7 separate regions of the Mus musculus genome follow, and all the other regions are linked to region 1. Evidence: chromatin contacts called from public Hi-C, HiChIP or PLAC-seq and promoter capture Hi-C data. All regions are on one chromosome and are shown on one strand. The core of a region is the stretch at or near the end of the contact, and the rest is flanking DNA. Distances in the headings are between cores, read along the strand shown. Region 1 holds the start of Zxdc (ZXD family zinc finger C). Region 2 holds the start of Eefsec (eukaryotic elongation factor, selenocysteine-tRNA-specific). Region 3 holds the start of Ruvbl1 (RuvB-like protein 1). Region 4 holds the start of Sec61a1 (Sec61 alpha 1 subunit (S. cerevisiae)). Region 5 holds the start of Rbsn (rabenosyn, RAB effector). Region 6 holds the start of Mrps25 (mitochondrial ribosomal protein S25). Region 7 holds the start of Nr2c2 (nuclear receptor subfamily 2, group C, member 2).

Evidence for each region. Promoter capture Hi-C pulls out the DNA fragments that hold promoters and counts their contacts. Hi-C and Micro-C count contacts between places; a contact is called where the count stands out from the background. HiChIP or PLAC-seq counts read pairs in DNA pulled down with a chosen protein or histone mark.
Region 2: a contact with region 1 is called in a promoter capture Hi-C map of liver, with 5 times the contacts expected there. The contact joins the promoter of Eefsec here to the promoter of Zxdc in region 1. A contact is called at or near these places in 3 of 39 promoter capture datasets (hippocampal neurons, liver and pre-B cells).
Region 3: a promoter capture Hi-C map of liver shows a contact between it and region 1, with 2.3 times the contacts expected there. The contact joins the promoter of Ruvbl1 here to the promoter of Zxdc in region 1. A contact is called at or near these places in 2 of 39 promoter capture datasets (liver and pre-B cells).
Region 4: a promoter capture Hi-C map of pre-B cells shows a contact between it and region 1, with 2.4 times the contacts expected there. The contact joins the promoter of Sec61a1 here to the promoter of Zxdc in region 1. A contact is called at or near these places in 2 of 39 promoter capture datasets (liver and pre-B cells) and 1 of 115 datasets of contacts at active chromatin or transcription factors (extraembryonic endoderm stem cells).
Region 5: an H3K27ac HiChIP or PLAC-seq map of microglia shows a contact between it and region 1, with 6 times the contacts expected there. The contact joins the promoter of Rbsn here to the promoter of Zxdc in region 1. A contact is called at or near these places in 1 of 39 promoter capture datasets (pre-B cells), 1 of 484 Hi-C or Micro-C datasets (CD4 T cells) and 1 of 115 datasets of contacts at active chromatin or transcription factors (microglia).
Region 6: a promoter capture Hi-C map of pre-B cells shows a contact between it and region 1, with 2.4 times the contacts expected there. The contact joins the promoter of Mrps25 here to the promoter of Zxdc in region 1. A contact is called at or near these places in 1 of 39 promoter capture datasets (pre-B cells) and 1 of 9 other capture datasets (liver).
Region 7: a Hi-C map of CD8 T cells shows a contact between it and region 1, with 5 times the contacts expected there. The contact joins the promoter of Nr2c2 here to the promoter of Zxdc in region 1. A contact is called at or near these places in 1 of 39 promoter capture datasets (HPC-7-derived erythroid cells) and 2 of 484 Hi-C or Micro-C datasets (CD4 T cells and CD8 T cells).

What each region holds. Positions count from the first base shown.
Region 1 is chr6:90,367,681-90,371,517 of GRCm38.p6, reverse strand. Zxdc (ZXD family zinc finger C) reads right to left here and starts at 2,024. Exons shown (of 10, transcript NM_173002.3): 1 at 950-2,024. The coding sequence starts at 1,859.
Region 2 is chr6:88,444,846-88,448,682 of GRCm38.p6, reverse strand. Eefsec (eukaryotic elongation factor, selenocysteine-tRNA-specific) reads left to right here and starts at 2,144. Exons shown (of 7, transcript NM_023060.3): 1 at 2,144-2,477. The coding sequence starts at 2,204.
Region 3 is chr6:88,463,744-88,467,580 of GRCm38.p6, reverse strand. It overlaps Ruvbl1 (RuvB-like protein 1), which reads right to left and starts at 2,172. Exons shown (of 11, transcript NM_019685.3): 1 at 1,913-2,172; 2 at 1-15. The coding sequence starts at 2,053.
Region 4 is chr6:88,516,628-88,520,464 of GRCm38.p6, reverse strand. Sec61a1 (Sec61 alpha 1 subunit (S. cerevisiae)) reads left to right here and starts at 1,665. Exons shown (of 12, transcript NM_016906.4): 1 at 1,665-1,779; 2 at 2,027-2,094. The coding sequence starts at 1,773.
Region 5 is chr6:92,213,154-92,216,990 of GRCm38.p6, reverse strand. Rbsn (rabenosyn, RAB effector) reads left to right here and starts at 2,121. Exons shown (of 12, transcript NM_030081.3): 1 at 2,121-2,280.
Region 6 is chr6:92,182,260-92,186,096 of GRCm38.p6, reverse strand. Mrps25 (mitochondrial ribosomal protein S25) reads left to right here and starts at 2,074. Exons shown (of 4, transcript NM_025578.4): 1 at 2,074-2,257. The coding sequence starts at 2,124.
Region 7 is chr6:92,090,772-92,094,608 of GRCm38.p6, reverse strand. It overlaps Nr2c2 (nuclear receptor subfamily 2, group C, member 2), which reads right to left and starts at 2,176. Exons shown (of 15, transcript NM_001347342.1): 1 at 1,795-2,176.

The DNA.
Region 1 (3,837 bases), core at 775-3,274:
TGAGAGCAGCCATCATCATTCTCGGATTAGGAAATGACTGCATGTTTTCAATCATCAGCCTGATGATTTCTACATCAGACTCTATCAGATATGATGTGCACGCTAGAATACAACAGTAGAATCTGTTGCTTGTACAAGTTAAGTCTGGTTCTTCCTCCCAGCCCCATACAACACACAAGATATCCTTTTCAGGTGCTATACCCTACATATAATAATAATCTTCATATGAGAATAATCTACAATGCACATTACTAGTGCAGAGTGTATATAAATGTTAATGTGCAAGCTAGATGCTGGCTAAAAGTAAAAAGAACAGACATGATTCCAGAAACTGATTAGTCTGTCAAAAATCAGTATAAAAGACACAAAAACAGCTGTGTCACACACCGGCTCCTGATGAAGGAGCATCACTCTATTCATAATATTGGAAAGGACAGGGGTCTGATCCAATGTTCGAGGCGTCCTTGGGAGCTCTGTGTCCTCTAATCAATGGGGCTTCCAGAGAGGCTGGAGAGGGACCAGAGAAGCACCAATGTGTGCTCATTCCCTCAGTATTTTAAGGTGGCATATTTCGATTTATGTATCTTGGACCTCTGACTCCTCTGGTATTGTTGAACGAGTAGACTGAGAAAAATAAAGTCCTGACTCAACTCTGAGAAGAGGTCACTTCCAATGTAAGCATCTTAACAAAGGTTTGTACCCTCCCCACGGATAGCTGCGATTGTGCATGCCACTTGGCTGTAGGAACCCAGAGCTTCATATCTAAGTACCTGAAAGGGACTTCAAAACAAACACGGGAGTGTTTTTGCCTTATTCTCATTTAGATCAGGGCGCGTAACGCCTCCACCCCGACCTCCGCAAACCCTGCCCAAACAAGCGACAGTTTGGCCCTTGGGTCCAGACCCCGCCGGGTCCCGCCCGCCCCGGCAGGTCCGCGTCTCCAGCTTACCGGGGAAATCACACTTGTAAGGCCGCTCGGGCTCGAAGTGGCTGCGCTGGTGGGAGTTGAGCTTGGCGTGTGTGGGGAAGCGCTCGGCGCACACCTCGCACTTGAACAAGCTCTCCTGCTCGTGGCCCTTCATGTGCGCCTTGAGGTTGTAGACGGTGGTGAACTTCTTGCCGCAGCCGCCCACCGGGCAGCTAAAGGGACGCAGCTTGTCATGCGACTGCAGGTGCCGTTTGAGCTTGTAGGAGGTGGTGAAGGCCCAGCCGCAGCCATCCAGCGGGCACTTGAAGGGCCGCCGGCCCTGGAGGCTGCCGTGCGTCAGCAGGTGCACCTTCAACTGGTGCTTCTTGGCGAAGCTCAGCGCGCACTGCGGCTCCGGACAGCGGTAGGCCGGGGAGCCAGCGCTAGCGGCCACCGGCCCGCGGCGGGACGCAGCAGCGCTCGAGGGCTCCAGGCCCGGGGTGGTCGCGGGATGCAGGCTCGGGGCGGCTGGCGCGGGCGCCGCAGCCAGCGTGAAGACGCCGCGGTCGAAGCGCACCAGGAGGTCCTGGTTGTGGATGGTGACCGTGCCTGCCAGAGCTGCGCCGGGGGCGGCGGCCGGGACCTGTTCCGTGGGGCTCGCGCCCGAATCGGGCTCGGCCTCCTCCTGACCATGGGTGTCGGCCGCGCGCGGCACTTCCAGCAGTACCACGAAGGAGTCGCCGCCGTCCTCCGGGGGCGGCGGGCTGGGCCCCGGGGCCTCCTCTGGACGCGGCCCGGGCCCGCCATCTTCCGGGCCCCTCAGCAGCAGCAGGCGACGGCGCCCGGGACCGGCACCGAGGGACGGCCCCGCGCCGCGGCGAAGTCGGCTCGGGCCACCGCCATGTTGGTCTCCGCGCGTGGCCGGGGCGGCCAGCACCGCCGGGAGGTCCATCTTAGGCCCAGCTGAGGCGTCCGAACCGCAGCCACCGGAGAAGAGCTGCCCAGCCCTGCCAGGCATGCGCGCGACACCTAGGGTCCGCCCCCCGGGAGCCTCTGTCAAAGCTGAGCTTAGACTACAGCCCAGAGTCGCATCTCGAGCTGCGCGTGCGCAGGAGCCGTGGGCGTGGGCGTGGCGCGCGAGGGCTGTCGGGACTGTAGTCACGAGGAAGCCCAGGGGCTGGAGCAGGGGCGGAGCCTCCAACTTGTCTTGTGCTTGGAGTCCCAACTTGGAAAAAGAGGGTCTTCAGATTTGGGCTCCTACTTTTGCATCTGGGTAGCGCAAAGGAATGAAAACTGATTGCGTTTCTTAAGAGTTCCTGTGCCCTCTGTACTTTGAAAATACGAGCTAATTCAACCTGTGATTGCCAAGTGTAAGGAAACAAGTCAAGTTTACCTGTGGCCACATGATCCAGAACTGACACTCAGGCTTTGAACCTCTCCACTTTGCTTGTCATCTCTCTATGACCTCGCCGAAGAGCGCGTCTATCTGCTGCTACTGTGCCACCGACCTGATTTGCCCTGTAGCAGGTCCTGATGGGATCCCTACCTAAACCACTAAAGACATTCCGTGTTTCCTTGATATATGTCTGCCTTCTAAGTTGCTGGTTGTTCCCTGAATTCCACAATCCCCCTTGTCTCATACGGATTCATCTGGAATCACACCACTCCTGTCATCACCACTCAAATTCAAACTTATTTCACTCCTAGGTTCTCAAATAGCTAAGGAACCTGTCTTCCGCTCCACCTTTACCCAACTGTCTCCCCGCCCCCACCCATTCCAGTCCTTTCTGCCTCCAGCCTGTTTTCTGTAGGTCAGGCTTTAGTCTTCTGAAAGTTCAAATACTATTAAAACTTTGCCAACCTGCCATTTGCACCTACACTGGTTTACCCCCATTTCCCACCAATTTGCCCCTTAAAATGCAAGGGTATCTCCCTCCCCCTGTGTCTCCCTGAAGAGGGATGGAAATATGTCTACACAAAAACTACTTGCATGCTTATAGTAATCTTTGTTACAACAACTCGCCAGGGGAAACAATGCAAGTGTTCATTGTCAGATGAATATATATTCATACAGTGGAATATTTTTGAGCAATTACAGAGTTTTGCAAGTTATGTCATGACCAAACCTATGAAAAATATTTCAGCCACAAAAGAGAATGTGCTATAATGCCATTTATATGAAATGTCTAGAAGAGCTAAGTTATACAGACAGTAGATTAGTGGGAGATGGGGAATTAGGGCTAGCCTCTAATAGGGATGGGTTCTCCAAGGAGCAAAAGTTTTTGGCATTAAAAGTGTTGATTGAACAGCACATCTGATATACAAAAGCTACTGACAACAAATGACAGCAATGACACGTCTGTATGCTTCTATTAAAAATACATTTAAAAAATGAGCACAGAAATAGCACATCTGTTTGTGAAAAACCTTACCTGTCTGTATATGTGCTTATGCACTCTGTGATGGTTTGGATATGCTCGAGCCAGGAAGTGGCACTATTAGAAGGTATTGGAGTAGGTGTGTCACTGTGGGTGTGGGCTATAAGACCCTCCTCCTAGCTGCCTGGAAGTCAGTATTCTGCTAGCAGTCTTCAGATGAAGATGTAGAACTCTCTGCTCCACCTGTACCATGCCTGCCTGGATGCTGCCATGTTCCTGCCTTGTTGATAATAGACTGAAGCTCTGAACCCGTAAGCCAGCTCCAATCAAATGTTGTCCTTATAAGAGTTGCCTTGGTCATAGTGTCTGTTTACAGCAGTAAAGACCTAACTAAGACAGAAATTGGTACCAGGGCCTGGGGTGTTACTGTGATAGGTGTTGCCATGGTTTTGTTTGGAAGAATGTGGATTTGGGGACTTTGGATTTGGAAAGCCGTGTAATGCTTTAAATGGAGTTTAATGAGCTATCCTAGTAGGAATAGGGAAGATGTTG
Region 2 (3,837 bases), core at 895-3,394, 1.9 Mb after region 1:
CATCTCCAAATGCTATCACATGCATATGGGGTGGGTATCAAAGCCTCAGCACACGAACCTTTGGAGAATGCAATTCAGTCCACAGCAGGGACTCAGAGTGTAGAGTCTTGATCTGTGGAGCCTTTGGGGCTACTTCCTGCCAGCATGCATTCCTGGCTCATCCCAGAGGCAAACTGCCCAGTAGGAGTCAGTGAGCTTTAAGCTTGGAAACTGCCGCCATCTTCATGAGACCATCTGTGCCAAAGTTCCAGAGTTCATCATGGTCAGGCCTGTGGACCGATGACATTCCCTCCTAGGAGGAAGACCTCAGCTGGGTCACTGGATCCTCACCTGAGTGTCTGGCCCCTCCTCCTAGCCATGGTATTCAATCCAGCCCTAATTGTACGTTGGCCTCAGGACGTCAGGGAGGAGGTAGAGTATATAGGTTAGTGTAGATTAGGAGGAAGAAAGAGGGGAAGCCATAGTTTATGCTATGAGAAAACTTTCCAGTGCAGCTGCTCTGTGGTCGTCAACACTCCTTACCTCTCACCCATGTTTATAAGTAAGCCGGATAAACTCAATCCTAAGAAGAATTGTTGTCGTACTGCCTTTTTGGTTTGTCCTTGGAACCTTAGGAAGAGTGGGTAGATGTCATTTGCTACTCCCCTCAGGAGGGAATTTTTTATCAACAAAGGCTAAAATATTTGTCAGCACTCTGAAGTCAGGCTTTATGTTAGGCTGCATCATTGTGATGAAACAGCTACACAGACAAAGAGAGAAAGAGACTTTAGTTTGACTTCATGGTTTTAGAGATTTCAGTGCATGGTCTCTTGGGCTTGATCCCCCTAGCCTGTGGCAGCACAGCAGTATATTGTCCTGGTGACAGCAGAACGGAGCAGCCTGACTGAACTACTCATTTCATGGTGGACAGGAAGCGACTACTGCCTTCTGCTAAGCTTCATCTCATAAGACAGACCACCAGCTGGGGCCCAAGCATTTAGCACACAAGCCCGTGTAAACCAATTCACTTGCAAACCGCAACCCCTCCTGCCCTAGAAAAAGGAAGGCTGGGAATGTTGGGCCAGCAAGCCCCACCCCCTTTACATGAGAGCAGTGCCATTCAGCTCTCCAGTGCCATTCCTCCCCTGTGAGGCCCCAAGTCCCTTCTTTTCCTAGGCTTTTATCCTTTGCCAGAGCAACCACTTAGGCTTGTGACCTCTTTCATGGTTCTAGGCACCTTTCAATGCCTGAAGGGGGTTACAGAGGCTGGTTGGTATAGCACTCACGACACATTCAAGTTCATACACAACAGTTAAGTTGCAGCTCCTCATGGCAGCCTAGACTTCAAAGTGAGGTTTTTGTCCCGTCCCCACCCCCACCTCCCCTCCCCTGAATCAACGAGGACCTCTTCCTCTTTTCACAGTGCTTCCAGGTTTCTGATGGTCAATTCTCAGTCTGCACTGGACGTCTAGTGACAGTCCTTGAGGGTATCTTCCTCACTAGGCTCCCCGCCTTCCCATCTCTGTCCTTTCCAGATAGTCTGGCTTGGCAACTGGTCTTGGGTTTTACTTACTCCTGTTTTCACAGCAAATAATGTCGATCACCACATCCCAGTAAAGTGTATACAGTCTGCACTTAATAAAGGCTGACAGCCGGGCGGTGGTGGCGCACTTGGGAGGCAGAGACAGGCGGATTTCTGAGTTCAAGGCCAGCCTGGTCTACAAAGTGAGTTCCAGGACAGCCAAGACTATACAGAGAAACCCTGTCTTGAAAAAAACAAAAAACAAACAAACAAACAAACAAAAAAATAAAGGCTGACAGAAATGAATGGACGGATGGATGAGTGTGTATGGAGGGATAGAGGAAGGGATGTGTGGATGGACTGGGTGAGTGGAATGATGAAAGGAGGGAGGGAAGGAAGAATGGATGGATAGATGGTGAGATGGATGGATGGATGCATGGATGGATGAATGGATGGAAGGAGGAATCCCTAATCTCAGACTGGCGAGACTTTGTGGCGTGGGGAGCCGGATGACAGCAAACCCAGGTAGCAGGCCGGCTCTTGTCCCGCCCTGTGTGCGCTCTGCCATAGGGCTGTGGGCGCCCGAGGGCGGAAGCTTCCGTGCCGGAACCGGTGCGCTCAGCGCGGGTTGCGGGGGGGTGCGGCTTAGCAGGCGGACCGCGGGGCTGGCGCTCAGGCGACGGCGTGAGAGGCAGCGGCGGGATGGCCGGCCGGCGGGTAAATGTGAATGTGGGCGTGCTGGGTCACATCGACAGTGGCAAAACAGCGCTGGCGCGCGCGCTGAGCACCACGGCCTCCACTGCTGCCTTCGACAAGCAGCCGCAGAGCCGCGAGCGCGGCATAACGCTCGACCTGGGCTTCTCCTGTTTTGTCGTGCCGCTGCCGGGGGCAGAACCCGGTTCTAGCGACACGCTGCTGCAGGTCACACTGGTCGACTGCCCCGGGCACGCCTCCCTCATCCGGACCATCATTGGCGGTGAGCGCGGGCCGGGGCGGGAGCCGGGCTCGGGGTCCGAGCTCGCGGGATGGATGGCGGCCTGACAGCCTAGGCCTGGCCACCAGCCCGGAAGGCTTGTGGTCTCGAACTCACAGCCCGCAGACGCGGACACAGTTCTCACCTTCACTGCCGTGCACCGAGATGCTTTCCTAGAAAAATGATCCAAAGAAACAAACCCTGCAAAAAGGGTGTATACAAGTTTCAAAAAAAAAAAAAAAAAAAGTCACCACGTACCTGTCCTTTGGTCTCCTGGTTCTCTGTCCCAAACACTGCTCTCAGTTTCCTGTGTGTATGGATGGTTTCAGGAAACATACACAGAAACGCAGACAAGGTGCAGAAATGAAAGATCCTGTTTTTTTCCTTCTGTTGTACTACTTGTGGTCGGTTGGGGTAGTGGGTAGAGCCTAGTGCCTTGATAAGAGGCAAGTGCTCTAGGCTCTCTCAGGATCTCATCCCCCAGTCCCCTTTATACACAAACCATCACTGTCTGGAGACTATATCTACACATAAAGTTCCTTTGTACTTTTATACCAACATTTTCTTGACTGACCCTCGTGACTTTCCCAGAGTTGGCTGCTATTCATAATGCAGTGAATAACTCTAGCCCAGAAGGTTTTGGGATGTGCACTAGTGTAACAGGATAAGTTATGTGTGAACTAGCTAAGGCAAAGGGCCTGCGTGTTTTCAGTCATGATGGGCACTGCTAAAATCTGCTTCTAGGATCTGTACCACTTAATTAGTCTTTAATTACAGGCCACTTAGGAATAGGCCATTATAAATAAAAGGTCTTGTAACCTCCCTTCCTTGCTCAGCGTGACCCCTCCCATTCGTCTACAGGAAACTGTTGCTATGTCTTTTTAAATTCCTTTTGCAAACCCATTTAACTACACTTAAATCTAAGAACAGAACCCCATAACCTGTTTGTAAGCACCCAGCACAAAAGGAGGTGTGGCTGAGTCTACCTGCTGTAGCTCCAGTGACCCATTTCCTGCTTCTCCGCTTGCCCTGGGTTTCTTTCCAGCAGTGTGCTGTAAGCCTGGAAGCATGTATATGGGGCAGGTGGGTCATTCCAGCTGTGTGGCCTCCCTTTCTCTGTGCTGCAGGCAGCCTAAGACTGTTTCCTTGTTTCACTGAAGTGGAAATGGAGGCTTACCTGCCAGAGTTACTCTCCTGCACAGTATCTATTGAGTTCAGGATTCACTCATTAAAGACTATCAAGGGCCACACAGTAAACTAAACTGAAAACTCCCACTAAATTCTGACTGGTTGTGTTCAAATACATTTTAGGAAATGTACTCTAAGCTAGTGTAAATTGGAGATGGAACACTACAGGGTAGAA
Region 3 (3,837 bases), core at 923-3,422, 1.9 Mb after region 1:
AATGACGCCACATGCCTGCACAAAACAGAAAGAAACAGTCAGTCTTAAATGCATAATGGTGGAACCAGCTCAGGGCTTGGTCCACACAGCTCGCACACTCTTTTGACACGAGACAGCTGTGATACCAGTGCTGTGCTGTGGAGTGGAGCGGTGGAGGTGAGGTAGCAAAGCCACGTGCTCCAGCTCACACCGTATAGTTGCTGCCACGAAGAGAGAAGGGTAATGAGACGCTGAGTGGCTACCGAGGGCTGGGGGTGGGGTGGGGGTGGAGGGGGACTTTCTCATACATTGTATGTAACATTTGAAGCCCTGGGCAGAAGTCTACATTTCAGCCGGGCAGTAGTGACACATGCCTTTAATCCCAGCACTTGGGAGGCAGCAGCAGGCAGATTTCTGAGTTTGAGGCCAGCCTGGTCTACAGAGTAAGTTCTAGGACAGCCAGGGCTATACAGGGAATCCCTGTCTTGAAAAAAAAAGAAAAAGAAAAAGAAATCTACATTTCAGACAAAAATTGCAAACTCAAAATAACCAAAGCATAAGTTTGGTATGTCTAAGCGACAACATGCTGCAGCAGCCAAAGTATAGTGAACAGAATGGAAAAGGGGAGGTTGAGGCAAGCAGGGACCAGCACAGACCTAGTACTTAACAGAGTCTGCAGGGCTGTGCATTCCAGGCCAGTTTGACTACAGCAACATTATCTAAACAAAAAGGGTATGTATGCTATGAATCCACCCAATAAAAGAATTGGCAAGGGCTGGTGAGATGGTTCAGTGGGTGAAAAGCACTTGTAGTGTAAACCTGAGGACCTGAGTTCAATCCCTGGATCCCACAGTGGAAGGAAAGAACCTCTGACCTCTACCAGAGCACCATGGCAGTCACATGACTGCACTGCATTTGCGCACATTTTGTCAAACAGGAAAAGAAACAAAGAAATATCAGCTAAGGAAGCCAGGTGTAATGGCCCACACCTTTAATCTTAGCACTCAGGAGGCAGAGGCAGTCGGATCCCTGTGAACTCAAGGCCAGTCTGGTCTACAGAGTCCCAGGACAGCCAGAGCTACATAGTGAGACTGTCGTGAAAACAAACAAAAATAAATACCGGCTAACATTCAAAGAATAGGAAGGATAAGATATGGAGTACCAGAGGCTGCTGGTGTGGGTGCAGATGCAGGTCTAGAGCAGCCTCTGAAGTCACATACACAGAAATGTCACATGGACAGAAATGAAATAAGAAACAATAGACTCAAAGCTGCCTGGCCAATAGAAAGCATTAAACTGCTACTACCTGCTTGCAAGAAAAGATGCAAGCATGCTAGGGTCAAACATTTCCCTTTTTGGATAGATGATGCTCTTTGCTGCTGGCACTTTCTGTGTGCAAGAGGCTGAGAAAGCAGTCTTCACCACATGTAAAAAAGCAAGTTTTTGTAGACACTGAACCTCTGCAGAGTTCAGAGTGGAGGAGGCTGAAGAAATGGGAAGAATACTGATTTGATGGGGGTTAGGGGGAGGGAGATACCAGCCTCATTACTGCTAAACTGGCAGGTGGTTAAGCGGCCTAACCCACCTTTAACTTCTTCATGTGCAAAACAGAACCGATAGAAAGACCTGGCATGACTTTAGGAAGACTGACCTGGAAAAGCTGGAGTGCTTGGATGGGGAATAGATCAGACAGTCCTCACCGCTCCACTTAACAGATCAGCTCCCAGGCCCAAAGAACCCATATCAACTCTGAAAACGTAGTCAATTCTATACTTAACCGCACAGCCTTCCACTGCGTTTCCGGTGAGGTCTAATTTGCGTGCCGTGACCCGCAAAGGATGCAGCCTTTGCTCGCTAGTGTGATCCTTACTTCTTAGATCTTAGTGGATCCTGGTCCCGCCGCCCACACCTCGCGCACAAGCCCCACGCCCACCTCTCTCGCGTTCTCCTGGCCCACGAGACCCGAAGCCGCCTGCTTGGCTAGGCCGCTCTCGTCCAGCCCCAGACCCTTCACGTGGCTGTGGGAGGCGATGCGCTGCGTCTTCGTGGTGCTCTTCACCTCCTCAATCTTCATTTTGCCGAGTGTCTAGGAACACAACCTGCGTGGAGTGGTAGGAACTACCGCACGCCAGGCGCCTGGGTTACCACGCGGCCGTTACTAGGCCGCTCTCCTGGACCCGCCCCTATCAATATGTCATTGGGGGAGGCGAGAAGGCTTCGCTTTCTATTGGCTAAAAGCTACGCTGGTCACGGCTGCTGAGTTTCGCCCAGTAACTTCCGTCTGTGTCACAGGATAAGTTCCCCCAGGGCAAACATTTCCTGCCCTGGCCACATTTGACTGAGAACTGCTTAAGTACTTAAGCACTATTAATGTGAATGACAGGTTTTTAATTATAAATGCCTCTTTTAATGCCTATTTTTTTTCTTTAGAATAACATATTTGTGCCAGGGTGAGTTAACTTCTTCACTGACAGATGTTAAATCTTTTCCAGGTGCTTGGATGTCCTGAGAGAATCATCAGCAAAGCAGCTGCCCAAACTTCTCCAGTGCTCACCGAATTATTTAGACACCCAGAGAATGCCCCACTGCTCCCATTTTTTTTTTTCCAGAATACACTAGATCCTGAAGGCACTATTCCAGCCAAAACTTTTCAAACACTTCATGCCATAATTCTGGTCATCATATGCCCAATAAGAACCTTAAAGAAACTCGGCGGTGGTGGCGCACGCCTTTAATCCCAGCACTCGGGAGGCAGAGGCAGGCAGATTTCTGAGTTCGAGGCCAGCCTGGTCTACAGAGTGAGTTCCAGGACAGCCAGGGCTATACAGAGAAACCCTGTCTCGGAAAAAAAAAAAAAAAAACAAACAAACAAACAAACAAAAAAAAAAAAAAACCCTTAAAGGAAAAAAAGGAAGGAAGGAAAAGAGAAGATGTGTTTGTGTAGCCTTGCCTGGCCTAAAACTCCAGGGCCCCCACCTGTCTCTGCCTCCTGAGTTGCTGGCATTAAAGGTGCTACCACCATACTCTGACCAGATATTTTCATCAGTCTGGAGTGGGTGCAAGTCTCCAGGTAGGTGAACAAAAGCTGCCTGTGAATGGTGAAACTATGGTCCTTCATTTGAATAATCAACGGCTCTGATATTGGTGCAAATATGGTAGTTTGTTTTCACAATCCACCTTGCCATAGTCCAAATTTAATGCTTCATTTTCAAGAAGGGCTATACTAAGGACGGCAAACACTCTTGCTTACTCTCTCAACATTCTGGCTCTCTAAGCAGGTGTCCCTCACTTTTTTTTTCTCGAGACAGTGTTTCTCTGTATAGCCCTGGGTGTCCTGGAACTCACTCTGTAGACCAGACTGGCCTCAAACTCAGAAATCCACCTGCCTCTGCCTCCTGTGTCCCTCACTTTCCTCACTTTTAAGTCAGCCAGGAGACACCTTCCTGTGCTGTGCAATGTGTAGCTGTGGTGCAACTTTAGGCCCATTGTTTGATTTCTCAGTCTTTCCACCTATATTAATAGTATTGTGGGCTGAGCCGGTAATATGAAGAAGACAAGCCTAGAGACTGTAGCAGTGAAGACTGTGATGAAAGGCAGCTAGAGAGTTCTAGAGTAAAATAAAGACAGAGTAAAAATAGAGAGTTTCTAGACTGGAAGCAGAAATGGCATGTGACTGGCAGCAGAGAAGCCAGAGGCAGGGATTGCTAGACAAGTTCCAAGGAGTGCCAAGTCTTTTTAAATTTTTTAAATTTATTTTTATTTTTATTTTTGGTTTTTCAAGACAGGATTTCTCTGTGTAGCCCTGGCTGTCCTGGAACTCACGCTGTAGACCAGGCTGGCCTCGAACTCAGAAGTCCT
Region 4 (3,837 bases), core at 416-2,915, 1.9 Mb after region 1:
GTGCTGAGTGTGTGTGCTGGGACTTGAACCTGGGTCGTCCTAACTGCTGAGCCACCTCTCTGGCCACCTACTTTCACTTTTCAACAAAACTTTTGTACTCAACTTTTTATAGCCTATGCCAACATAAGATGCTCCAATTTTTATTCCAGAACTTCGTTTTGTAAAATACAGATTTTGTGAGTATCAAACCAAGTGGAGGTCTGGAATCCATTACTATTTTAACTTCTTCATTGTCCTGAAGACTAAGACAATTCATGTTTATTGCATTTTAAAATACCATTGTCAGGGGTTCAGAGAGATGGCTCAGCGGTTAAGATCGCTTGCTTTTCTTCCAGAGGACCTGAGTTCAGTTCTCAATACCCATGACAGGTGGCTCCCTCTTCTACCTTCAAAGGGCACCTGTTATCATACTTACGTGAGCACAGAAACAATAAAAATAAATCTCAAAGAAATACTTAATCAAAACTTCATTTAGATTTTATTGTCTCTTTAGGCATCTGTCTCTAATATTTAATAATTAAATCTTTAAAATGTGTACATGCAAAAACACTGCACCTCTGTTTCAAAAACCTCACATTGTGGCCTGCTGTGGTGGCACATGCACGGCTAGTCCCAGCACTCAGAGCAGTCAGGTGGGATCTCTGTGAATCTGAAGCCAGCCTAGTCTACATAGTGGTATCGAGGGCTACCTAGAGACCTAGCTTAAAGAATCGAAAACAAAAACCTCACATTGTGCTAAGTATATTGACTTAGTGCTTTCCCCTAAACCCATCTATATTTGTGTACGCACATGCAACTTAATGCCAAATTAAATATAAATGTCCTATCAATGACATGGGGCTGGCTGTCTAGAATGTTTCTAAGGACGTGGCCACAGCAAACCTCTCCGTTGAAGTCAGGACTTGGCTGCATGAAACTCAGCACTCAGGGTGCACAGCAAGAAGTCGATTTCAGACAGCACACAGCACTGAGATCAGAGATCCCACTAAAGAGTAAGTTTCATGTTGCCCCACCTTGCCCAGTCCCCTTCGCACACCCTTTCCTCCAGCCCAGATGTATTCTTTTCCCTGAAGATATGGGGCTGCAAGGCTTGGCTCGGTTTCTTCATCTCTCCTAACTCTCCAGTTCCAAAGGCCTTCTTGGAATGCGCTGCGCCAAAGCCCACCCAGAGCCGCCAGACCCGGCCTTTGCCGAACGTCCTCAAATGCATGAGCTCAGACATCCTTGGAGGCAGCCTACAGCACCCAGGAGGGTATTGTAGGGTAGGGTAAGCCATGCAGGGTAGGATTCAGCACACTGCTGCTCTGTCGTGCGTGACGAGCAGCAGCTGAGGCCTACTGGGTCGCGACATGCTATCACTGGTACTGAGGGCCACCGACACGGAAAGCCGAATCGCCTGCTTCGTAGGGCCAACACCACCACGAAGCGTCCACTAGTAACAAGGGCTGATTTGGCCCTCACTTCCGGGAGAGTCTGCGCAGCTGCACACGCCCAGTTCCGGTGTGGCCCGACAGTCGTCTTCCCGACAGCCTCTCTGCTCCTGCTGCATGCCGGGAGTTGTGGTCTTGGCGCAGGCGGCGCGGCGGGCGCGCGTGGCAGGAAGCGGAAGCGGCCGGTGGCCCATCCCCGGCCCCGCCTCGCCGCGCCGCTCGCCGCCGGGCTATCACTGACGTGTCTCTCGGTCGAGGAAGCGCGCTCCGGAGCTAGCAGCGCCTCCTCACTCGAAGTGGAGCGCAGTCGGGGCCGGGCGTGTAGTCGGATCAGCCGCCGCCATGGCGAGTGAGTTTCCTGGGGGCCACCCCGGCGCAGCCAGGATGCGTCGCCTTTCCCCGTTTGGGCGCTCGCCCGCCGTGCTTCCCGATCCTGGCGGAACGCGGCCTGCCTGGGGGACTCGTTCCCGCGCCCCTAGACCGAGCCTTCTGGGTCCCCGCACGCCCACGCCCGGCTCTCATCGTGCCGGGCTCCCTCAGGTGCCCTCAAGTTACTCCGTACCTAACTCCTTCTCTTTCTGTTTCTTCCATCAAAGTCAAATTTCTGGAAGTCATCAAGCCATTCTGTGTCATCTTGCCGGAAATTCAGAAGCCAGAGAGAAAGGTAAGTCCCCAGATGGTGGTCAAAGAAGACTTGCAAAATTGGGCGCTGGGAGTTTACAGTACAATTAAAAATGGCCTCAGCACACCGAGTGAAAACTGCCCCTCTGGAGTGTAGCTGTGTGTGCTGGGATACTCACGGGAGCCGTTGAAAGGTGACCCGGTTGTGTGGGAATTCTCCCAACACCTTGTCTCGTTAGGAGCATCTTTAGTGGATAGTGGTTAACAAAGCCTCAGGTTTGCCTAGTCCGAAAGTGGGTCTGAGCAGTGATTGATTAAGACCTCAGTTAGGATCCCAGATTGAGTTACCCTCCGTTCTTCACCTCCAGCAGGAGCAGATGATGGGGTGTTTGTTTCGTGTGGGAGGTGACTTCGGTATCTGGTTTCCAAAGGAAAAATCGAGTCGTGTAATCGATATGAACGTGTTTGTGGTTTTTATTTGAATGTATGCTGCCCCAGCATCGAGTTTACATGCACTAGTGAAGTCTGCTGCCATTGACAGCAGGTGCTCTAAAACAAGGAAGGAGAGAACTGTAGCACCTTAATGCTTAATGTGAATCTTAATCAGAATTTCTGTGGCAGGCAGCTTCGGCCCAAGAATAAATGTTCCTAGTGTGAGAGTGCCCGGTGAAGGAAAGTCCAGGCCCATGGGCTCAGAAAACAGTAAATCTACTTTGTGTTCCTGGTTTGGTTTTTGGTGTTTTTTTTGGTTTTGGTTTTGGGGTTTTTTTTGTTTTGTTTTGTTTTTTTTGGTATTTTGGGTTTTTTTTTTTTTTTCAGACTGTCATATATTCACATCTGGCATTTGTAGTTGGCATTCACATGGATACTTTGTGCTTCTAATTTAGTTTTTACTTTCCATAGTTCTATGCAAATGCCTTGCAGTACCCTTGCTGCCTTTGCCAGGATGATGTTCAGAACTTTATCTGTTCCACCTCAGTGCAGAGATTCTGGCTCGAGGGCCAAGAAACCCAAGTCCCACGCTTTACATTCTTTCTTCATAGACCTGTGACCTTGGCCTGGCAGAACAAGGGAGATGGGAAATATATAATATAGTGCCTGTGGATGGTAGGTAGGTTGTAAATGTAAAGGTTCCGGTGAGTCAGGTGGGCAGATAAGTGGCCTTGGCAGTAGGGGAGGGGCCTGGAGTGTGACTTGGGAGCCGTGCAGGAAAGGGGGCAAATCATGGTACTGAATGAGTGTGAGTTTGCAGCTGCTTCAGAGGCAGATGATTTAGGACTTAGATGAAAAGCTTTGGATGTTTTGCTTTTAAATTGACCAGGAGACGAGGCTTGCTCATTTAAAGTAGTCTTGAAAAATGTGTATCCTTTTTGTTTTCTAACAGTTTCATTACCTGGGCTGGGAAAGTGGCTAGCGGCAGGCATGAGGCCCTGTGTCTGGTGTCCATCATCAGCACAGTAGATAGTCCGTGTACACATTCACTCCACTGCTTGCCTCTGATTCCTGTGGAATGGTGTTGCTTCCCCCTCGTTAGGTGCTGAGTTCTTGTGTGATAAGATGGCACGTTGGAAAGGCTGTGTTCTTGAGAGAAAGAGGAGGAATGTGAGCTCCCCAGCTGCCTCTGCAGGGTCTGAACTTCAAATTCACACCACCCATGGGGTCCAATTCTGTGTCTTTCCAGGAGTGACTAGACCCAGAGGACTTCAGGTTCTGACCTGACAGTTTGCACGAGCCAGTGCTTGTTGGAGCCCACCCGCCTGCTTCCCCGTCTGTCCTTCCTTCCTTC
Region 5 (3,837 bases), core at 872-3,371, 1.8 Mb before region 1:
CTCTGTCTCTCTGTCTCTGTCTCTATCTTTCTCTCTCTTTGTCTGTGTGTGTGTGTGTGTATGTGTGTGTGTGTGTGTGTGTTGGGGGAGGGGAGTGCAAAGGCAGATGTTGGTGTCAGGCAAAGCTATACTTGTCTCTGGCATGTTGGCAAGAGTCCCTTTCTCTGCAGAGTTCAAAGTTTTAGAGAAAGCAGACTTTGAACCATAGTTCAATGGTATAGCATTTATCTATCCTGTGTGAGACCCTGAGTTCCAATTCCAGCACTGGAAAACAGTAAAGCCAAAAACCAAACAGACACAAATAGTTACCAATTTGGAAATAAGAAGAGCCTGCCCATTTTGAGTCCCACTTTCTGTGTGCATGTGGGAGAACTGAAGAGTAGAAGGCAAGGGACACATTCAGAGTCACAAAGTAAGATTTTCTTGGAGGCAGGAGCTCAGGTCTGTGGAGCCCTAGGAGTTGTCCTCTCCATACTCAATGCTGTTGAGCTGAGGAGGTACGGTAAGGAGCCTAGGCCAAGAGACTGGCTTCATTTCATCTGCACAAGGAAGTAGAGACTGTGACCACCTTCAGACAGTCATTCCCAGAGTCAAATGGGTCAAGTGCCACAGCCATGCTAGGCTGGGATGGAGGCAGGAGGGATGGAGGCCACTTTCTGGTTCCAAAGACCTGCATCTTCCCTGAAGCTCCCACTTCTGGGGCCCAGGTTACTGCAGTCTAGATGGTGTGCTGGCTATAAAGCAAACAGACCTCAATAACAGATGGGTCTGTCTCTGTACCCTGTGGTTGTTGCATGGTACAGCTAGGTTCAGACATGACTGATCTGCCATACTGTCTTTTGTAAATTGCAGGGGCTATTCCTGGTTGTCAACTTGACTATATCTGGATGAACTACAATCCAGAATTGGGAGGCTCACCAGTGATCCTAATCTGGAGGCTGAGATAGAAGTTTCTGACCTGAATCTTGGCATGGAGATCTTGAGGCACAGTGGCTATGAATTCCAGAAGATTAAGACAGGAAGATCTCCAAGTCAAGGTTATCTGGGATTAAAGGTGTGGTGGCAGACACCTTTAATCTGGGCCACACCTTTTGCTGGAGACCTATATAAGGACATTGGAAGAAGGAAGATTGACACTCTCTTCTTCAACTGCTTGCCTTGTGGGACTGAGTGACTGCTAGATCCTTGGACTTCCATTCACAGCTGCTGCTGACCATTGTTGGGAATTGGACTACAGACTGTAAGTCATCCACCAATTCCCTTACTATATAGACTATAGAGTTCTGTGACTCTAGAGAACCCTGACTCATACATAAATGCCACTTATTTTGCAGAGATCTAGCTACCCTCATACTTTTTTATGCTTTTTTGAGATGGAGTTTCATGTATCCCAGTATGGCCTTGAACTTGCTATGTAATTGAAAATTAACTTAAATTTTTGGTCCTCCTGCCTCCATCCTTAGAGTATTGGTGTTACAGGCATGGGTGTGTGGTGGAAATTGAGTCCCAACCAGGATCAATTGAGCCAACTTCCAATCCCTGACACGACTCCTCAACGTCTCTACTTTCTTTGGCTCAATTTCCACGTCTTTCTGTCTCCTCAATGTGCTGAACATAACTTAGTCTCTCGCACTCAGAAACTTTTTTTTAACAACAACAACAAAAAAGTAAAAAAACAAAATTTTGTATGTGTGTTTTGCCTGCATGTCTGTGCACCACATGTGCAGTGCCCATGGACTCCAGAAGAGAGCATATAGGTAGCAGACAAGCAGTTTTTCAAACCTGGGTCCTTTGGAAGAACAACCGCTGTATTAAGGCATTTATGCAAAAATCTCAGAAACTTTTTAACGGTCTCTAAATAATGTTAGCGCTGCAGGCACATTATTTAAGAGCCAAAGTCTCAGTTTCCCCACCTATAGGGTGAGTGAAGGGCGAGTGTAGGGTTTCACATCGATGTGTTGCTAGGACCTGAGAGAACTTCGCAGTTTACCTCCTCCTACTGGGCCCGCCCCGTTGCGGCAGCGCCTGCGCAGCATCCTCTTCCAGGTTCAGTGCGCTCGAGGACTCGGCGCTCGACCGCCGCGTGTCAGTCTGTCTTCCGGTTTCTGCCCGGCGCGCCTGTCGAGCGCCGAGCCACTGATGGCGATGGCTGCCACTGGTCTCTGAGGAACCTCGTAGGCCGGCAGTCAGAACCCGAGGTGGAAAGGCAGGCTGCCGACTGCCTGTCGGAAGCCGCAGGGAGTGAGAAAGGGTGTCGCAGAGAGCGCGGCGGTGGCTGAGGTGGGTGTGACGTGTGGTTTGAGATGACGATGCGGTCGGGAGATGAGGCTTTGCGGGCCTCGGCGCCGCGCGGGTCTCTGCCCGCGCCGTGACGTGTTGCGTGATGTCCCGCAGAGTCGCGTCCCGCGGGTGCGCGTGGCCGTGCGGATCTCTACAGAGCCCCCCGGCTGGGTTTTTCAATCCAGTCTGGAGGCGAGAGTTTGCACAACTGGCCTTCTGGTTGCGGCATCAATTGCGGTGGTTTGTGGTGGCACCTAATTAAGTGACTTTATGTTAAGGTCCCCCACTTCATTCGCGGAACCCTATTATCCCGCTCTCCGAGTTCTCGTGGTGATGGCGAAAATCCCAGGCTCTCCTTCCCGGCTGCTGTCTTGTGTTAGTCACTTCACTTGTGTATAGGCTATGGCACCCCAGGCAGCTGCTGTGAAGGCATCCTGGAGGGAGCCTGCCTTGAGTAAGGGGCGTTTCTCCAGGGTGAGAACTGAGCTGCGATGTGTGGCCAGGGTGCACGGGGACGACTTCTGTTTGACTTTTTCTTCAGGATGAGTTGCAGGCGGGGAGGAGGCAGCTGTCACACCCAGAGGATCCTGTCAGCCACTGGCTGGGGAGAGAACCGGTCGGACCTGAGGCTGGCTGTTTAAGTGATGCCTCAGATGCTTTCCGGGATGGGTCTGCATGTGTGTAGTCTCTCGATTTATTTATTTAATCTCAAGACAAGGGTCTCACTATGTATCTATGTCTGGCCTGGAACTTGACATGTAAACCAGGCTGGCCTCAAACTCACAGGTATCTGTCTGCTTCTGCCTCCCACGCCTGTCAAATTTCTTAATTAAAGGAAATAACAGGCACCTAGCGTCCTGTTTAATTTATTTTCTGAGTTGCTGTCACCCTTCACCTTTGAGGACCAGATGGTACCCTCCTCTGTGCCCTCTGCAGCACACCACAATTCTAGCTACACAAACTCCCACTCTGTGCTGTGATATGTGGCCTCTAAAGTCTTGGAAACAGATTTCTTTGCTTCTGTGAAATGATTTTATCCTTGTTCTCAATGGTTAGGAGTCTTTCAGGGTCACATCAACAGTGACTTTGCTGTAGTCCAATAAGACAGAAAATGTAAGTTATTAAGCCCTGAAATGTTTAAGTATCAGATTTTTCTGTTGAAGGGCAGAGAACATCAGACCTGCTGCCCCACTGTTCTAATTTATAAAATCTAGTAAACACATCAACTCACTGTAAATGCAAAATATAATTTTCACTAATTTTATCCATCCATTCATCTAAACTAAGCGACAGTTTGCTATGTTGGCCAAACTGGTTTTGAAATCATAGATTCAAGTGAGGATCTTCTGCCTCAGACTTTTCAAAGTGCTGGAACATATTATCAAGCTGCACTGATAAGTTTCTTCTTTTTTAAAATCTTAATTTAAAGATACATTTATTTTGTGTGAAGGGGCTAGAGGACAGGCGTGTGTGGAAGCCAGAGGATAACTTTCAGAAGTGTATTCTCTCCTTCCACTTTTATGTAGTTCTGGTGATCAAACTCAGGGTAGGTGGCAA
Region 6 (3,837 bases), core at 825-3,324, 1.8 Mb before region 1:
AGTATCATCTTCTGTGATGAAACTTCAAGGTCTGCAGCCTCCCCAGAAGCCTAGCACAATTTTTTTTTAAAGACTTATTTGAGTACACTGTCACTGTCCTCAGACACACCAGAAGAGGGCATCAGATCCCGTTACAGGTGGTTGTGAGCCACCATGTGGCTGCTGGGAATTGAACTCAGGACCTCTAAAAGAACAGTCAGTGCTCTTAACCTTGCCTAGCAGAATCTTAATCACTTAAGGATCTTAATCACTTAATGATTTCAGTTGCAGCGTCTTTCGGAAGTTGTCAGTCTTCTTACAAGCAGCAGCTGGCTTGAAGAAAAACCAGTAACCTTTCTTGGAGCCATTAGGAAACTGATTTGCAGGGCTCAGTTTCCTCCCAGCACCTGCAGTGGTGAGTTCAGAGTAAGCCAAGATCTGATGGCTGCAGCAGAACCCATGACTTGTAGGAATACCAGTAGTAACTTTGGTTTTTGTTATTGGGCTGTGAGTGAGGACAGTTAACAGTAAGACTCCCTCTTACTGTCAATGGTTTTCTCTTAATAATCCTATGTCCATTTCCTGTTAATTGGCTGTTCCTCCTCTTGATCTACGGTTGACTTTATTTAATCCCGTTTACAGTATTGAAGCAGCTCTTGGATTAAAGGTGTGTGCTGAGACTGAGCCATACCACAACTAAAAAAGGTTTTTCCAGTAAGTAACACCATTGTGGGGCTCACAGTGTGATTAGATACCCTGCAGCCGCCTGCTGCACTCTCAAGGGTATGCTCTAGAAGCTTACCTTCCTCTTCAGACATGTAGTTATAGCTGAAGCTTATTAGTGATGTGTTCACATATATGCAGGCAAAACACTCATACATAGGGGCTGGAGAGATGGCTCAGTGGTTTAGAGCACTGACTGTTCTTCCAGAGGTCCTGAGTTCAATTCCCAGAACCCACATAGTGGCTCACAACCATCTGTAATGGAATCCGATGCCCTCTTCTGGTGTGTCTGAAGACAGCTACAGTGTACTCATAAATAAAATTAATAAATCTTTTAAAAAATATAGACATAAAGTAAAAAAAAAAAAACTAAAACAATTTACAATTTGGTAGCTGGGGAGATGGCTCGGTGGGTAAGAGTACTTGAGGGTCTGAGTTCTGATCCCAGGATCCATGTAAAAATCTAGGTGAGATCATCTGTGCCTGTAACCCCAGAAGTGTGGGTTACAATCCCAATTGCTGGAGCTTACTAAGAGAACAGAAACACAGCAGGACACTTTTCCCCCAGCCTTCATGTGTGCACAGGACATGTCTAGAATTGTTGGATTATTTGAGCAGAGGAAAGAACACTTAAGTTTTGAAAAAAAAATACTAGAATAAAAGATTAACAGATGAAAAATGCTCTAATGGGCTTATCAGTAGACAGTTCATCTATGAAGCCTGGGAAGTCAGTTGAAAATTTACATAATTACAAAGGGAAAAAATCTTGAGAATCCTATAGAAAAATTAATTTCAGCCATAAACAGCGATTAAAAATTACAGTGGGGCTGGAAAAATGGCTTAGCAGTTCAGTGCACTTGCTGCTCTTTTAGAGGTCCCACATGGCAGTTCACAGCTCTGTAAGGTCAATTTCAGGGGACCCAACGCCCTCTTCCAGCCTCTGCGGGCACTGCGTGTATGTGGTGCACAGCCACAACACACAAGCAAAACAGTAAGGTAAAAATAAATCCTAAAAAAAAAAATGCAGCGCAGAGTGACATGTTGATTGTTGACTTGTCATATCTGTCACAACCACTCTTAACAAGCGAACGACCCCCTCCTCTAAGCAGAGTCCTTTGAGGCAGACCCTGACGCGCCAGAGCAAGCCACTCTTTCCTCCTTTGCAAATAAGTTTTCCCTTTGAATCAACAGCGACTTTTCCGTCAAGCTCTTCACTTCAGAACTGGAGATCTTGGGAGAAGATAATTGGTTTCTGTGAAGACAAAAACGACAGGTTGATTCCCAACGCTGAGGCGGCTGCGAGCCCGGGCCCAAACTACGAGTCCCAGGCTGCCCCGCGGCCGCGCTGGCCGCCGGGAAGTGCCTCCCAAGATTCCCGGAGCCGCGCTGGTCCGCGGCTTGAGGAGTTCCTGACTTCCACCATGCCGATGAAGGGTCGCTTCCCGATCCGCCGTACGCTGCAGTACCTGGGTCGCGGGGACGTGGTATTCAAGGAGTCTGTGAAGATCATGACCGTGAACTACAACACGTATGGGGAACTGGGCGAAGGCGCCAGGTCAGTGTGGGTCACAGCCCTCGGGGTTCAGTGAAAGAAGCTGAGGCAGTGGAGGGCATCCCGACTGATCCCCGATAGAAACCCGAGTGCTCCTCCACCGGAGGGATGGGTTGCGGCTGGAAGGCTGGCCCCTTGTGCGAGGCTGTGGCGCGGGGAACGCCTTGGGAGCGGAGTAGTAAGTTTCCGCACCTGTGCACAGCATGGCTTGCTGCTGCTTAGGACACTTGATGAATGAAAGGTTTCATTGACCCGTTTATCATCTCTGAGCAATGCTTTGGACCCTTCCGAACTTACTGCACATTTATTGAGCGCCCAAAACGCTGGGTTCAGTACTGGGATTTTCCACAGTACGGGATAAACATGACTGTAGATAGAAGTGGATTTGTAGAACGGATCAGAAAGAGAGAAGAGAATAATTTTCAAGGTGGAGAGTGGCCCCTGTGGCAAAGACCTTGACTTCATGAGAGCCAGAAGCCGCCTTCAAGCCATTTTCTCTGGTCAAGTTGACCCCCAAGACCTAAGATTTGCTAGCCTGGGATCTGCTGGGGTGAGGGCTCTCTGGAACCCTCTCGGTGGACCAGAGGGTTCGGGCTCTACTCCCCACTTGTCAGGAGTTTATGCATATGCAAAGGCCTCTTAACTAGTTGTATGACCTTGGGATCACACAAGTTCTCTCAACTTCTGACAGCATTTTTCCTAGGCGGAACACCACAACATCAGTGTGTTGGTGGTGGTGTGGGGTTGCTGGAGAATAAAGTGCCTGGCAGAGTGCAACAGGTGCTGACCTTGTGCCCATTTGATCCAGTAGGTGCATCTATATCTATCTGGTTTGTGGGCACAAGGCTCTGTGCTTTGGGATGGGAAGACAGAGACTTGCTGACAAGTTCTGCCTTCAAGCTTTTGGGTGGTGTGCTGTGGAGCTTTCAGGGCAGTGTTTCCTCCCCAGAAGCAGTTCTTTCACTTTTTCAAGTTTTGTGTTGATGTAATTACTTAAAGGTCTCCACCCCACCCGACCCTGTGTTTGTGTATGTGTGGATACATTAGCATTCAACCAAAGATAATGTTTCTAAGGAGCTGGCTGACTTGGTTTCTTTTTGAAATAGGGTCTCTCAGCCTGGGCTTCATGGATTCAGCTAGGCTGGTCAGTAAGCCTGGAGCCAGCAAGCAAGGGCTCACACCTGGCCTTTTACCTCTCTCTCTCTCTCTCTCTCTCTCTCTCTCTGTCTGTCTGTCTCTCTCTGTGTGTGTGTGTTTTGTATGTCATGAGAGTTTATTTACACCATATGTGTGCAGGTGCCCATGAAGCCAGAGGGTGTTGGATTCTCTGGCACTGGAGTTACAAGTGGTTGTGAGGCACTTGATGTGGGTACTGGGAACTGAACTCAGGTCCTCTGGAAGAACAGTAAGCACTCTTAATTGCTGGGCCATTTCTCCAACCTCAAGTAAAATCTTCCTTAAGTTTTAATTGAGATAGGGTCTCACGGTGTGCCTAGCTGGCCTGGAACTCCTTTATAAACCAGGCTAGCTTCCAGCTAACAACAGATCTTCTTGCTTATCTCTGCTTCCTGACTACTGAGTTT
Region 7 (3,837 bases), core at 927-3,426, 1.7 Mb before region 1:
CCCAGCTTACAAATGTATAACCTCAAAAAGACTGCTTAATCAAGATTCTGGGACCAAGTTTTTCTGACTCCATGACCCAAGATCCTTCTATCATACCAGGTCGCTTGGTATTAAAAACTTCTCCACCTAGGCATGGTAGCACAGACCAGCCTAAAGTCTCAGCTGCTCAGAGGCTAACACAGGAAATCACTAGAGGCCAGGGTTAAAAGGCCAACCTAGACAACTTCTCAAACAAAACAACAGAACTAAACAAAAAAACCCTCAAAAAGTCCTAGAATTCCTCTTATAAAGGGAAGAGACTGTTGACACAGACCTTACTCCCAATCCCAACACAGAATTCTCATTATGTAGCCCTGGCTGGCCTAGAACTCTTGTGTGTGATAAAGTCTTGTGCCAACCACCATACTTGGATGGTCTCTTAAAAGTTTGATTGACTACAGACTGACAAGGATTTCGATACAAAATAACTGGAGAAAACTGCAGCTTCAGATTGATAGCTGTGTCTCCAATTAGAACGCCCTTTTGTGGTTGAACAGCCTTGAACCTGTGATTAGGCTATTCTTGCTGTTATCAGAAACTAAAGGTATCAGGGCACTTTCTCACCCATGTGCCTGAAAGAAGGGTCTGCATCCTTAAAAGATCTGATATCATTACAATATCAACTGTATTGTGATTTTAAAATTTCCAGCTTTTGGAAAGAGAAAACCCAAAAGGAAGAGCCATCATGCTTTGGGAGTGGGAAAGGGGGTTGTCACTTTATTTCATGAAGATTCTATCACCTCATAAATATTCAGGAAAACTTTAAAATCCACAGTGTAGAACTCACTGGGCTGCAAGTCACTTTGGGACAGCTTATTCCAATCTCTTTTTGGAAATGTTTGCTTGGCTTAACTTACACTGTCTCTTGAGATATCCAAAGAAAGAATTAAAACTGAGACTGCTCATATTATTAAAAAGGTATTGTTTGATTTCAAATATTTTATTTTGGATACCGGATCTTATAGCCCAGGCTGGCCTAAAACTCTATGTAGCCAAGAATGACACTGAAACTTCTGATCTGCCTCCACCGCCCCAGTAACTGGGATTACAGATATGCAGCACTACATAAGTTTATGCAGTGCTAAGGATGAAACTTGATTTCCTACATGCTAGCCAGCCCTTCCTACTATGTTATATGCACAAATATTTTAGTCATCAGACTTTCCAATGGAAGCTAACATTATATTTTGTAAAGTTTGTTTTCCACTTTGATAAATGAGATTTTCAGTAGCTTCATAGCATCAATCAATTTTATCTCTGGGAAAGATAAATATGTTAAAAGAATGCCTACTGAAGTCCAATTCAAATTCCCTGCTTAGTATAATGGACATTTTATTGCTGGGCATGCTATCCCAACTGTCAAGTTCGGGTAAAAATGCACCAATTAAATATGCAGCACTTAGCTATCAATAGTATCAGCAACAATTTACTCAACAAAAAGTGTGGGAAAATCTTCCCTTCCCATCTTCAAGCTTGCTATCCAGAACCCAGCTCTTTTCCTGAAATCTATTCAAACATTCAGTGAAGCCTGACTTCCTCACCATCCAATTAAATTAATGCCCTCACGATTCCTTCAGCACATCATCCAGTTTCTTCCATTCTCTGACCATTCTCTGAGCCTTTGTATCCCCTCGGCATCCAAAATTCTGGGGGGAGAATGGCTCCTTGCCCAGGTCAGTTGAATCTCTGGAAGTAGTGTCCTAGTGTCTAAAGCTACGCACAACTGTGTTTAATGAAAGTAGGAAAGAGAATCACCTCACAAGTTTTCCACTCCAGTTGGTTCCTTATATATTTCCACATCACCATTTTGGGACTAGGGATGTTACTCAATGGCAGGGCCGTCCCCAGCACCACAATAAGACGAAAAAACTAACACCACCATTTGCAAATTACTTTTGAGGCTGGCAGAGTAGCTTGGACTCCATTTTCAGAGAACAGTCCCTCAAACAATGCTGAGGAGAGAGGCGAGGCTTGGCAAGAACGTCTGGTGTCCCAATTTCATGGACTGAAATTGAGCCCGCCAGAGGGGCTCCGTCCAGAGTCGTGAGGAAAGCGCGAACCCCGGAGAGCCTCCAAGTGCCGACGAACTCTTCCCTTCTGGCCGCGCCATGGGTTCAAAAAGCATCACCAGCTTCCCAGCCCGAGACCCACCAAGTTCCTCAGAGGCTGGCCCGCCCGGCCTCACACCCCGCACTAGCGGCCCCCGGGACCTCCCTCTCCCACCTGGACCAACCAGCACAGCCCCGGGGGCGGTGCCGCAGGCCGTGGCCCTCCTATAAGGGGGAACGATTGGCCAGCCCGGCCGTCACTCAGGAGGTCGTGCCCTGCCCACGCCTCCCTCCCTCCCCTTCCACCCTCCTAGTCCGGAAAAACGGCGGTTGGGCCAGGGTGGCAGCCAACGGCAGGCGGGGAGTGCTGGGGTGAGGAGCGGGGAACACAGGAAGAAGCGGGCAGGCCGGGCGCGCGCCGAGGGGAGCCTGGCCGGCGCCGCGGGGACAAGATGGCGGCGCTGGCGGAGGGCCAGGCGTGAGGCGGGGCCGCGGACAGTCCCCCTCTCCGCCCCCGCGGCGCGCGGCCGGCCCGGTCAGGACAGCGGCTCGCCGGGCTCGGCCGCGGGAGGGGAGGGGAGTGGAAGAGAGGGGAGGGAAGGGTGCGGCCCGGCCCACTATGCAAAGCGCCCGCTGCTGCCGCCGCCACCGCCCCGTGGCAAAGGTAAAAGGCCGCGTTCAGCCTCCGCGGCCTCCATGGCGGCGCAGGCCTGCCCTCCTCCGCCGTGCCGCGCTGCGCCGCGCCGCGCCGCGGCTTGGCCCGGCGGGCTTGCTCTTACCTCAGGGTCGGGCGCCACCACAACCGCGGAGCAGATCCCGTGTCTGCGGCCGGCGCCCCCGGCTAGGAGGGCAGGGCGCGGGCCGGGCAGGCGCCGGAGGGCAGGAGCCCGGGGGCTCGGGCGGCCGGGACGCCGCGGCGGGCCGGTGCGGAGCGGGGCGGCGGGCTGGGCCCTGGCACCGCCGGGGTCGCGGAGGGACCGCGCTTTGTTATTGTTTTTGTCAGTGAAAGGTCAGAGTTCGTGACCCCGGTGCCGCTGCCGCCGCCGCCCGCGCGCTGGGAGGAGGAGGGCGAATGTTCCTCTTCCTCTTCCCGGCGCCAGCCTCACCGCGGCGGCGGGGGGCGGGCGAGCACGCGATTGGCTGAGCGCGCGCGCGCACCGGAACGCCGCCGCTGCCGCTGCGGCCGCCGCCGGAGCTGAGGCCCGCAGGCCTGGGCCGGGCAGGTGCGGCCGATCCCGTAGGCACCGCTTGCAGGCTGGAGAAGCGGGCCCTTGCCTGGCGCCGCGCCGAGATGTTGCAAGCGAGCGGTGTCCTGGGAGTGCACTGAGCTCCCGGTACCTTCCTTGGGATGGATGGTAGCTTTCTGTTTTAAAGCTCCGAGGATGTGCATGCCTCTGGCCGGACCAGGCAAGTGTGCAGATGCCCCAGGCCCATTTTTAAAACAGGTGCTTAGCCTTGGAGCCCAGACTTGTGCAGTCCCGTGCCCCTCTCCTTCGCGATTTGAGAAAAGCAGCTTTGGCACGCACTGATTGCATTCTGAAAAGCCTCCGGGTTATACTTCTTCATTGGGCTTGGGAAGGTGCCGCCGTTTCCCTCTGAGTGTCTGCCTGCAATGTTCACCCACTCCCCTTGATCACCGAGCTGTGTAGATTGGATATACTCTACCATCTAATTACACACACACACACACACCTCTTGCTCATTAGAAATAAATGCTTCAAGATTTTTGCAGTAGACATTTAGGCTTACA